Regions from separate parts of the Canis lupus genome. Here region 2 is linked to region 1. A link is a contact called in public Hi-C data. All regions are on one chromosome and are shown on one strand. Each heading gives the region's core, a stretch centred on a gene start, on an enhancer-like site or on the middle of the called end of the contact. The rest is flanking DNA. Distances are from core to core; before and after follow the strand shown. Region 1 holds the start of DNAJC12 (dnaJ homolog subfamily C member 12). Region 2 holds the start of HERC4 (probable E3 ubiquitin-protein ligase HERC4).

What was found. Hi-C and Micro-C count contacts between places; a contact is called where the count stands out from the background.
Region 2: a contact with region 1 is called in a Hi-C map of blood, with 3 times the contacts expected there. The contact joins the promoter of HERC4 here to the promoter of DNAJC12 in region 1. A contact is called at or near these places in 2 of 9 Hi-C or Micro-C datasets (amygdala and blood).

What each region holds. Positions count from the first base shown.
Region 1 is chr4:19,858,066-19,863,470 of UU_Cfam_GSD_1.0, reverse strand. DNAJC12 (dnaJ homolog subfamily C member 12) reads left to right here and starts at 2,706. Exons shown (of 6, transcript XM_038534079.1): 1 at 2,706-2,835. It also overlaps the pseudogene LOC106558672.
Region 2 is chr4:20,067,905-20,073,309 of UU_Cfam_GSD_1.0, reverse strand. HERC4 (probable E3 ubiquitin-protein ligase HERC4) reads left to right here and starts at 3,105. Exons shown (of 25, transcript XM_038534091.1): 1 at 3,105-3,485; 2 at 5,217-5,405. The coding sequence starts at 5,296.

The sequences.
Region 1 (5,405 bases), core at 1,457-3,956:
ACCCCAAGATCAAGAGTTGCATGCTCTGGGATGCTCAGGTGGCTCATAGGATGCCTGGTTGCTCAGTGGTTGAGCATTTGCCCTCGGCTCAGGGTGTGATCCCCGGGTTCCAGGATCGAGTCTGCATCTGGCTCCCTGTGAAGAGCCTGCTTCTCCCTCTGCCTATGTCTCTGCCTCTCTCTCTGTGTCTCTCAGGAGTAAATAAATAAAATCTAAAAAAAAAAAAAAAAAAAAAAAGAGTTGTATGCTCCACTGACTGAGCCAGCCAGGCACCTCCTTCAGTAACATATTTAAGTGCTTGTTTCCCAAACATTATCAAGTGACTATTTAATGAATTTTATTGTTTAAAATAAATCTGTTAGAGTAATAGAAACCAATAACTTGATGACTTCTTTGTTTACTAACAAATGGCATATTAACCACTTTATGATCATTAAAATAAATAATTTTTTAAAAATGGAAAATACATACAGAATAGTGAAAATTCCACAGATATAAAAGTATATAGTAAAATTTACCTACCATTCCTATACTTGGGCATTTAGTCCCCCTCTCTGAAGGCAGATGCTCTTATGAGTTTCTTGTGTATCTTTCTAGAGGCATTTTTACCATAGTTTAAAAAGTTATTTTTTATTTTTGTGTCTTGAGAGAGGCATTTTTATTTACTCTCCTTTTTGACAATCCTTTCATAATTCCTTGAGAGTAAAGGCCATAAAGTTAAAGGGGAAAGAACTACTGAGTATAAGAGTGCTCCAGTGTTAGAGCGAGTCCTTTTGCTACTTGGAGTGTGATCCCTGGATCAACAGGGACCTCATTGGGGGCTTGTCAAATACGGAGAATCTCAAACCACACCCAGATATCCTGAAGCAGAAGCTGGCCTTGAACCAGGTCACCAGATGATTCAGGGGAAGCCTTTACCGTTGGGAATCATTGCTCTGGCACAAATCAAGGAAGTATGGCTCTACAAGGAGCCAGTGGAGAGCTGATGCTAGAAATCAGGTCTCCTAACAGCCTTGTCGTGTGCATTTTCCAATACACCAAAATTCTGGCTGGATAATTTAATGTAGCGTTTTTATGCATTTTCTTCTCTATGGGCTCAGGAGTCAGACACAGCAGCGCTCAAACCCCAGCTTTACTGTTAGCACAGAGTAGGAGCTCAATATGGGTTATAACTTCCTGTTCTCTTTTTTTTTTTAAGATTTTATTTATTCATGAGAGACACAGAGTAGAGAGAGAGACACACACACACAGGCAAAGGGAGAAGCAGGCTTTATGCAGGTAGCGGGACGTGGGACTCGATCCGGGGTCTCCAGGGTCACACCCTGGGCTGAAGGCGGCGCCAAACTGCTGAGCCACCCGGGCTGCCCTACATTACCTGTTCTTGCTATTACTTTTCTAATTTTTTTTTTTTTTTTACTTTCCTAAATTAATAAAAGCTTTCCTTTTTAGTTTTAGGTTCACAGCAAAATTGAGTATAGTTTCCACATACCCCTCTTCCCCCAACACGCATAACCTTCCCACTATCCATATCCCTCCCTATACTATTAGGAACGGGATCACAAAAAATTAAAAAAAAAAAAAAAAAAAGGAATGGGATCACAGATTAAAGCTTCAAAGCAATGTTTCAACAACCTTTATTTTTTTATTATTTTATTTTATTATTATTTTTTTCAACAGCCTTTATTTTTTTTTTTAATTTTTTTTCAACAGCCTTTAAAGGATGTTTCACAAATTCGACTGTATGTCTGATTTAACAGAAAGACTCCTTTCAACATCCTGCACTGCTCTCCAAAGCCCGCTTCGCTCTCACAGCCAGGAGGGGACGACCAGGTGACGCGGACACAGGTGAGGCTAAGGTCCTGGCGGGCTCGGTCCTTCCCGCGGGAACACGCAGGCTAGAGCCTGGCCGCGCGGAGGCCTAACAGCGCACCAGTGGCGCGCGGGATCCCAGCCTGAGCCTGAGCCTGAGCCTGAGCCTGAGCCTGAGCCTGAGCCTGAGCCTGAGCCGGGGGCGGGGCGGGGCGTCGTGGGAAATCAAGACGAAGGGGTAAAGGCAGTTTCTGGAAGCCGGGTTACTAAACCTAAGATGAAAGCTCGGGTCGCCAAAAACCGCCATGGAAAAGTGCCGATTTTGTTTAGCACGACAGAAATCTGGCGCGAGACTGGAGGGAAGCCGCGAGGCCGGAGAGCGGCCAGGCCGAGAAGCGCTCGGGGCTGCGCGGAGCCCGCCGATCTGCTGCCTAATTTCTCTTCTCGCTCGGCGCTTCTGGGGCTTGTAGTCAGAACTTCTAGGTTTCCTCTGGTTTCCACGACCTTTAGCTCCTTTTCCCCTTGCCACTTAAAGACTAGAGCATTTGATTTAAAAAAAAAAAAAAAGCAACAAAAAACAAAACCCGGGGATCCGCGGTTGGCTCAGCGGTTTGGCGCCGCCTTCGGCCCAGGGCATGATCCTGGAGACCCGGGTTCGAGTCCCGCGTCGGGCTCCCTGCATGGAGCCTGCTTCTCCCTCTGCCTGTGTCCCTGCTCCCCGCCCCCGTGTCTCTCATGAATAAATAAATAAAAATCTTAAAAAACAAGCAAACAACCTCCCCCCAAACTAACCCCCCAACTCCCAACAAAACAAACACCAAAAACACTTTCGAAGGGATGGTTCCTGGAGGCGGGACGTAACTGGGACTTCCGGCGACGCCCTTTACGCCAGTCCCGCAGTGCCTCGTGGGAGTTGTAGTCCCGGGGGTGGGCGACGCCTCCAGGTGCCAGAGGAGATTGGGTATTTTTTCTGCGGTTGGTTCTGGGGTTGGGCGTCTGACTCAGAGTCTTGAGGTGCAAAGAACTGTAAGTCTGTTAAAAAGTTCTACATAATTACTACTATGTGTTTTGGAGTATGTATTTTGAAAGTTTTTTTTCAGTAACTATATGTAAATAAAACAAATGGTAGTTGCTCTTTTAGAATACTAAAAAGCACAAAAAACCAAAACTGGTGGTGTGGCTACTTGGACTTGGTACCAACAGTTCAGAAAGGTATAAACGGAAACTAAAAGCCTCTCTTCTGTACCTGCCCATCTAAGAAGAAAAACACCAGCTTTTTATTTCTCTTATTTTTAAAAAAATATTTTATTTATTTATTCATGAGATACGCAGAGAGAGAGAGAGAGAGAGAGGCAGAGACACAGGCAGAGGAAGAAGCACGTTCCATGCAGGGAGCCCGACGTGGGGTTCAATCCCGGGTCTCCAGGATCACGCCGTGGGTGGAGGGCAGACGCTCAACCACTGAACCACCCACGCGTCCCAAACACCAGCTTTAAAAGAAGATATAAGGTGCAATATGTATAATTGCACAAAAGTGATAATGCTATAATATGCTTCTCAAACTTCCCTTTTCATTTGATAATCCATCTTAGAAGATCTTTCCGTACTTGCAGAGAAAGCTATCTTACTCTTTTTAATGACTGTATAGTAGTTTATTCTGCAAATACCATAATTTATTCATCTACTGCCATCTTCTTCTCCGGTCCATCGAGGGATATTTTAGTTGTTTCTGATTTTTTTCTGTTGCAAAGAATGTTGCAGTGATCACCTTGAACATATTTTGGTGTAAATCCACAGGGTAAATTCATGGAGACAAAATTGCCTGGTTAAGAAGATACAGCTTTATAAATCTTAATTACCACCAATTTGCCAAATTGTGCCAATATACACTCTTATCCATTAATGTATGAGTGTGTTTACTTTTTCACTAGTGTTGGGTATTATCAAACTTTACAAATTCCACTTTCCTGAAAGGTGAACAATTTATTTTCTTTTGATTAGCAGTTTCATAGTTATAAATGAGGTGATACTCTTAATGTATATTGGCCATCTATATTTCTAAAAGTATCCATATTCTCGGCCCAATTTTCTACTGGGTTGTTAGTTTTTTTCTTACTAATTTGTTTGCACTTTTTGTAAATTAAGGAAGTTAGTCTTTTGTCTGAGAATTATGAAATTGTTCTCCTTGCACATTGTTAACTTTCTGATTTTGCTGGTTTTTTCTTTTTTTTTTTTGCCACAAAAATGCACTTACTATTGATATACTCACATTGGAGGGTCTGGGTGCCTCAGTTGGTTAAGGCCATGGACTCTTGATATCAGCTTAGGTCTTGATCGCACCGTTGTGAGCTCAAGCTCCGAGTTGGGCTCCATGCTGGGTGTGGAGGCTACTTAAAAAGAAAATGATATACTCATATTGGTTAATTTTTCTATGGCTTCTGGGTTATTTGATTGTATGTAATTTATTTTGGCATAAGGAGAAATGGTTCTAGCTTTATCATTTATCATTTCTCCAAATACTAACCAGAGGTCCCAACATGATTTTTGTTACCTTTGTTGGGGAGAAAACCCCAATGAGCATTAAAAACAAACCCTAGGGATCCCTGGGTGGTGCAGCGGTTTGGCGCCTGCCTTTGGCCCAGGGCGCGATCCTGGAGACCCGGAATCGAATCCCACATCGGGCTCCCGGTGCATGGAGCCTGCTTCTCCCTCTGCCTATGCCTCTGCCTCTCTCTCTTTCTCTCTCTGTGACTATCATAAATAAATAAAAATTAAAAAAAATAAAAACAAACCCTATAATGAGATGCCATGGCAGGTTTGGAGGTTAATTTTGGGAAAGAGTAGAAATAAATAAGTGGCACTCCAACTATTCTCAGAATATCTGGTTATCTTGTATTATTACTTTTTCTGAACAATGCCCCAAAAGACTGCTAATATTTATTAAAATAAGGAATGAAAACTTTTCTAAATAATATATAACTTAAGAGAAAAAATTTATGAAAATGATTTTAAAACATGAGAATTATTGAAGTAGGATTCCCAAATTGAAAAAGTATCATGTATGTTCAGATATAAGGCAAAGTTTTTCCAAATATCATCCTTTATTTTTTATTTATTTATTTTTAAAGATTTTATTTATTTATTCATGAGAGACACAGACACAGGCAGGGGGAGAAGCGGGCTTCATGCAGGGAGCCCTACGTGGGACTCAATCCTGGGTCTCCAAGATCACACCCTGGACTGAAGGCAGCGCTAAACCACTGAGCCACCCAGGCTGCCCCCAATATCATCCTCTAGAAAAAAAGGTAGATGCCTTGTACTTGTAAACTTACATTTATTTCATAATATATGATTTAAAACATGTAAGTTAAAGGAAATTTTAAAAGTTAAATATTGTGAGATCAAAAAAAATTGTGAGATCATTTGATCATTTTGTATGTAACTAAATAATGAAAGTATTATGTGTAGGCATTTGATTATAATATAGGCACTATAATAATTGTATGTAATATATATACATATTTGGACTCAAACTTACTTAATTTTTTTGGATTGTCTTTTGATGGAACTTAGAGTTGGCTTATTGAGGTCTATGG
Region 2 (5,405 bases), core at 1,856-4,355, 210 kb before region 1:
TTGTATATAATTGATTATTTTAAAAGATATCAATATATGACATGCAATATAATAAATATTATACCTTTATGTATTATACAATAAAATATCAGGTAGTGATCATGGATATGAAATAAAAAAAAGCATGGTAAGATTCTAGAGAGTTGAGGGTAGTATATGGATAGGATGGTCAAGGAAGACTAGAGAAGTGACCAGTAGAGACATAAATGGAAGTGAGGTGAGATCCAGTGCAAGCAGTGTGTCTGGATGGAAAGGAAAAAAGGGTAGAGTGTGACAGAATGAATATTTTATGGTCTTTCAACAGTCTGGGCATTATTATTATTATTATTAATGAAAATAACACAATAAGTAAAAGGTATTTTACATTTCTTCTAAATTAAAATTACATCATTATTGGTGAGATGAAATGCTAAATAGTAATAACTTCTAAACACTTGCCAGGTACAGTGCACTGTACATGTTACCTTATTAAATCCTCACAACCCAGTGAAATATGGATCATCAACATTCCCCACCTATAGAAATTGTGATTGAGAAGTAATTTTCTGTAAAACAGACCATTAATAAATGTCTTTAGGTATCTTTGAGAAGATAGAAGGACAGAAGCCTGAGATGGTCTGTAGCCTCAGGCTCTGAATCCATAGAAACCAGCACCAGAGGCCATACTCATTTATCTCATGCTGCTTTTATACAACAAATTTACATTATCCAAACTACCCTCTGAACCGACACCTGTCTTAACTTAAAGGTTGTTTTCTAAGATCTTGCACCATAGTTTCATAGGTTTATAAGGTTAAAAAAAATCTAGAAATGTCCTTCCACTTTCTAACAAGCAAGACTCATCTTTAAAAATATTCCAAAGATGCATCCATATGGCAGGGATAGCTGTCCACTAATTCATGCTTTCTCTTCCATAAAGGAGCACCTGGCAGGGTGCCTGGGTGGCTCAGTCAGTTAAGCATCTGCCTTCAGCTCAGGTCAAGATCAGGGTCCTGGGGGGATCCCTGGGTGGTGCAGCGGTATGGCGCCTGCCTTTGGCCCAGGGCGCGATCCTGGAGACCCGGGATCGAATCCCACGTCGGGCTCCCGGTGCATGGAGCCTGCTTCTCCCTCTGCCTGTGTCTCTGCCTCTCTCTCTCTCTGTGACTATCATAAATAAATAAATGAAAATTAAAAAAAAAAAGAACTGCTTTAAAAAAGATCAGGGTCCTGGGACTGAGCACCGCACTGGGCACCCTGCTTGATGGGTAGCCTGCTTTTCTCTCTCCACTGCTTGTGCTCTTGCATTCTCTCTCTCTCAAATAAATAAATAAATAAGATCTTAAAAAAAAAAGAAGTACCTGGGAACTCAGACTGTAGTGTTTCCCAGGTCCTTTGTATCTAGGTATGTGGTTCTTGCAAATGTTATTGGTGCAGAAGTGGTATGTGGCATCTCCCCAACAAGGGTTTTAAGGAGCTCCCTGTGCCTCCATCTCCCAAGGTTCCTAGAAATCAGTTTCATCACTCATTAGGAACACTCAATTGGGCTGTTAAAATATAAAAGAAAATATACTTCCATTAAATTAAGCCACTCAAGTTTTAGTGTTTATTTGTTGCAATGTCAAGTACACATCTTAAAGATATCATATCCCACAATTTCCCCCTTTAATGATATATTGAGACATCAAATCCTTAAGGTAAAAAAGACAACAAAAGTCCAGGGCAATGAAGCTATCAAAATAAAAACAAAGTATGTTTTTGTTAGTATCCCACCACTCCCAATATGGAAATTATGCCTTCTTTACTTAAGTATCTTGACATTTTTATGCTTGTTTCTATAATACATTGTTGTGGGTTGAATTGAATCCCCCAAAGATATGCTTCTCTCTAAATTCTAGTACCTGAAAATGTGACCTTATTTGGAAAGAGGGTCTTTGCAGATGTAATTCAGTTAAAAAGAGGTCATAATGGATCAGGGTGGACCTTAACCCAATGAATGGTGTCCTTATAAAAGGGAAATTTGGACATGGACACACCAGGAAGAACATCATACAGAGATGGAGGCAGAGATTAGAGTGATGCATCGGCAAATGAAGAAATACCAAAGATTGTCAGCAACCCCCAGAAGTTAAAAATGTATGGAGAGTATCCTCCTCGGAGACCTCAAGAGAGAACCAATCCTGCTGCAACACTGATTGCCAACTTCCAGTCTCCATAACTGTGAGACAGCAAATCTGTTTTAATTCATCCAATTAATGATACTTTGTCATGGCAGCTGTGAGAAAATAATACACATACACATTCTAGCACAGACATTTCCTAATCTGAAATTGATTTTTCAATGAAATAAAGAAACGTGGTTTATTGAGGAAAGCTTCCTGAGCTCTCAACATTCACTCTGATGTCACAGGTTCTAGCAAAGTCTAGCAAAATTTCAGGAGTACCTTGTTTCAAGTTTTCATTTTTAAGAGACTGTTATGAACACTGCCCTAGGAAAGCCAGATTCCGTTTTTATGAAGCAAGGACTCCAGTCACATGCACTGCTTAATTTTCTCTGAATGAAGGAGGCCCTGCACTGTGTAGTGTATCTTTCAGGCAGAGCGCAGAAAGCGATTGCAGCCATCACACCAGGAGCCTGAACTGGTGGGGCGGATACATTTGCCAGCTGGTTCAGTCATTGCTATGAATATACCTGGCATCCTCAGATTAGCTCCCGTTGAGGCTAAGGGTATAAGAAAAGGTTTCACCCGTCTTTGTATTCGGATTTGTGATGTGTATCTGCCACTCCAAATTCTCTTTGGAAAAAGGAAGCATGACCTAATAGACTGGAGCCTCTAGGGAGAAAGCCAAACCAGCAAACGGAGAGATTTTTCTTCACCAAAATGCCATTCAGCGCGCAGAACCTTTGTTACAAGACACGCAAAACACTCCCAACCGCCTTGGCCAACTCCAACTTCTGTATTTGGCATTTTCCTCCAAGCAACGCAAAGCAGCAACACTGCGCAGGCGCGCGAGTCGAGGTGCCCTGGGAGGATTCCAGCGCAGGCGCGTGGACCGGGAAGTGGGCGGGCTCGTGCGCGTGCTCCGTAGCTCACTTCCGGCCTGCCCCTCCCCCTCCCCGCCTACCTACCTTCCCCCTTTCCCTTCTCCTCCCCAGTCTCTTCCCCAACTCTCCCCACCCCTCGCGCTCTCCGCCCCGCTTGCCGCCTGTCCCTCCCCGCCCGCTCCATCCGGGTCGCTGACGGCTGTCTCTGGACTGGACAGCGGCGGCTGCTGTTTTTCTCTAGGTACCCGGTAAAGTTTCACAGGAGCCAAGGAGGGGAGCCGCGGAGCAGCAGCACGGACGCCGGAGCAGCTCTGGTGTTCGTCGCCGGCGGCTGAAGGAGGAAGGTCCAGGAGCTGGAGACTTGCCTCAGCTGCCGCTTGCCTCAGCTGCCGCGCTGCCTCACTCTCTGGGGAGGCGCCGCCCCCCGTCGCCCTGGGCTTCCCCTGCCGTGAGGGGCTGGGTGAGTCGTTGCCCCGGTGGGTTCGGGGGCGTGTGACGGCGTTAGGGAGGGGGCAGGCCGGGCCGGGCGGATACAGGCCGGCTTGGCGCTGGGTGCTTTCTCAGCGCTTCCTCAGGGTGGGGGGCGGGGGGCGCGGCGCGGACGGTGGGGGATCTCGGGCCGGGGGGCTGGAATGTCGCACCTCCTTGGGGAAGGGCCTCCCTCGGATTGAGGGCCGCCGAACTGCGGACCCTGTCGGTGGCCTCTGCGGCTGCTGCGAGCGGGCGGCTGCCGTGGTTGGCCGATCGGCCCGCGGGGCTGGGTGTGTACGGACGATTTCTCTCTCCTGGTTCCCGTGAGCTGATCCGAGTGCCTGTTCGGGGGATGATGGGAATAAAGTGCTTCTCATTCCCCTACCTGTTGCTAGCGAGAGGACGCCTTTTTCATATCTTCTGACTTTTTAAAAGAAAAGGATGATTAACCCTCATGCGCTGAAATATTTGAGGTATTTTTCTGTCCTCTATTCTTAAAAAAAAAAAAAAAAAAAAAAAAGGTTAGACAATGCAGAACTCTTGGGAACCATCGAGTTCCGATGTCCCAAAAGAATAAAACCAAACTTTTCTGAATGGATAGGTCATGGAATGGACAGCTTTGGTAATAGCTAGCCCGAACGTAGGAAAGTTGGATTTTGAAACTTCTCAGGTTCTGTGTAAGGAATGTGGGTGACTACAGCGGGAATAAGGCTGACTTTCTGTAATTGTTATTTAGTAACGTGATGTGTTTAAAAATCTGTGTGGGTTTGCATGAAATGGACTCTTTGATAGGCGTCTTTACAAGGGAAGAAATCTTCAGTGTACTGGAAAGTTCTACAGATTTCGCCACCAGACTATTAATGCCCCATCCCCCCATTCCTGTTCTTGAAAAATCGGCAGTACTGGGGTTATTTGCAGTTTTTTTTTTTTTTTTCCTCCCCGTTTCCAAATACTTGTCTCAGAGGTGTAGATAGATACAGATTGCCCACGGGAAATATTTTTCAGTCAGAGTTACCATTCGTAATAGAAAATGTTGGATTGGGGAGAGCATCTTGATATTTAAACCGCGTATTTTCTTTTGTGAGTATGTAATTACGTAGGTTTAGTTTTAAAATTAAGTGATGAGGTAGGAGTATTACTATTTTGATCTGTAAAATGTCTTGGGAGGCGATTGTCTTAAGATTGAGGTTTGAAGAGAGAACCGTGCTGTTCTGTAGGGTGTGTTAGTGTGAATAATTGGAAGATTATATAAATTGTGGGAAGTTTAAAGTTTCCATTATTGGTTTTATTTCTGTTACAAATAACTTCAGTTTGCTGATGCAGAGGTGGGTATTTAAAGGCTTAATTATGTTAGGCTTTGAGGGGGATTGCAGGGTTTTGTTTGTGTAGTTGGCACAGTTTTTCACTGTGTATATATTGATTTGGGGGTAGTGGGTAGATGTTTTATTTCTTGCTCAGAGTGAAATGATTTCACAAGGTAGCAACTCTAGTAATAAGTTTTAAATTTTGCAAAGAATTGTGGAGAGAATTTTTTTGTAAATGATTCTATATATTTCTAAAAATACAGTTGTTTGGTTTCTGAAACCGGATGATACTTATGTAGCATCTGATAAAATAGGTTCCATGTTTACTATGCAGTAATTACTGTAGCATAGCACTTGAGAGAATAATTATACGTGTTTTCCTTGAAGTCATATTAACTTTTTTTGTATCTCTTCAGACATAGGGATACCTCCAACTTTCCAGTGTTTCAGAAGGAAGGTTTTTATTGAAACTGGAAGACCAAAAGAATTACAAACATGTTGTGCTGGGGAAATGCATCTTTTGGACAGCTAGGTTTGGGTGGAATTGATGAAGAAATTGTACTAGAGCCCAGAAAAAGTGACTTTTTTATAAATAAAAAGGTCCG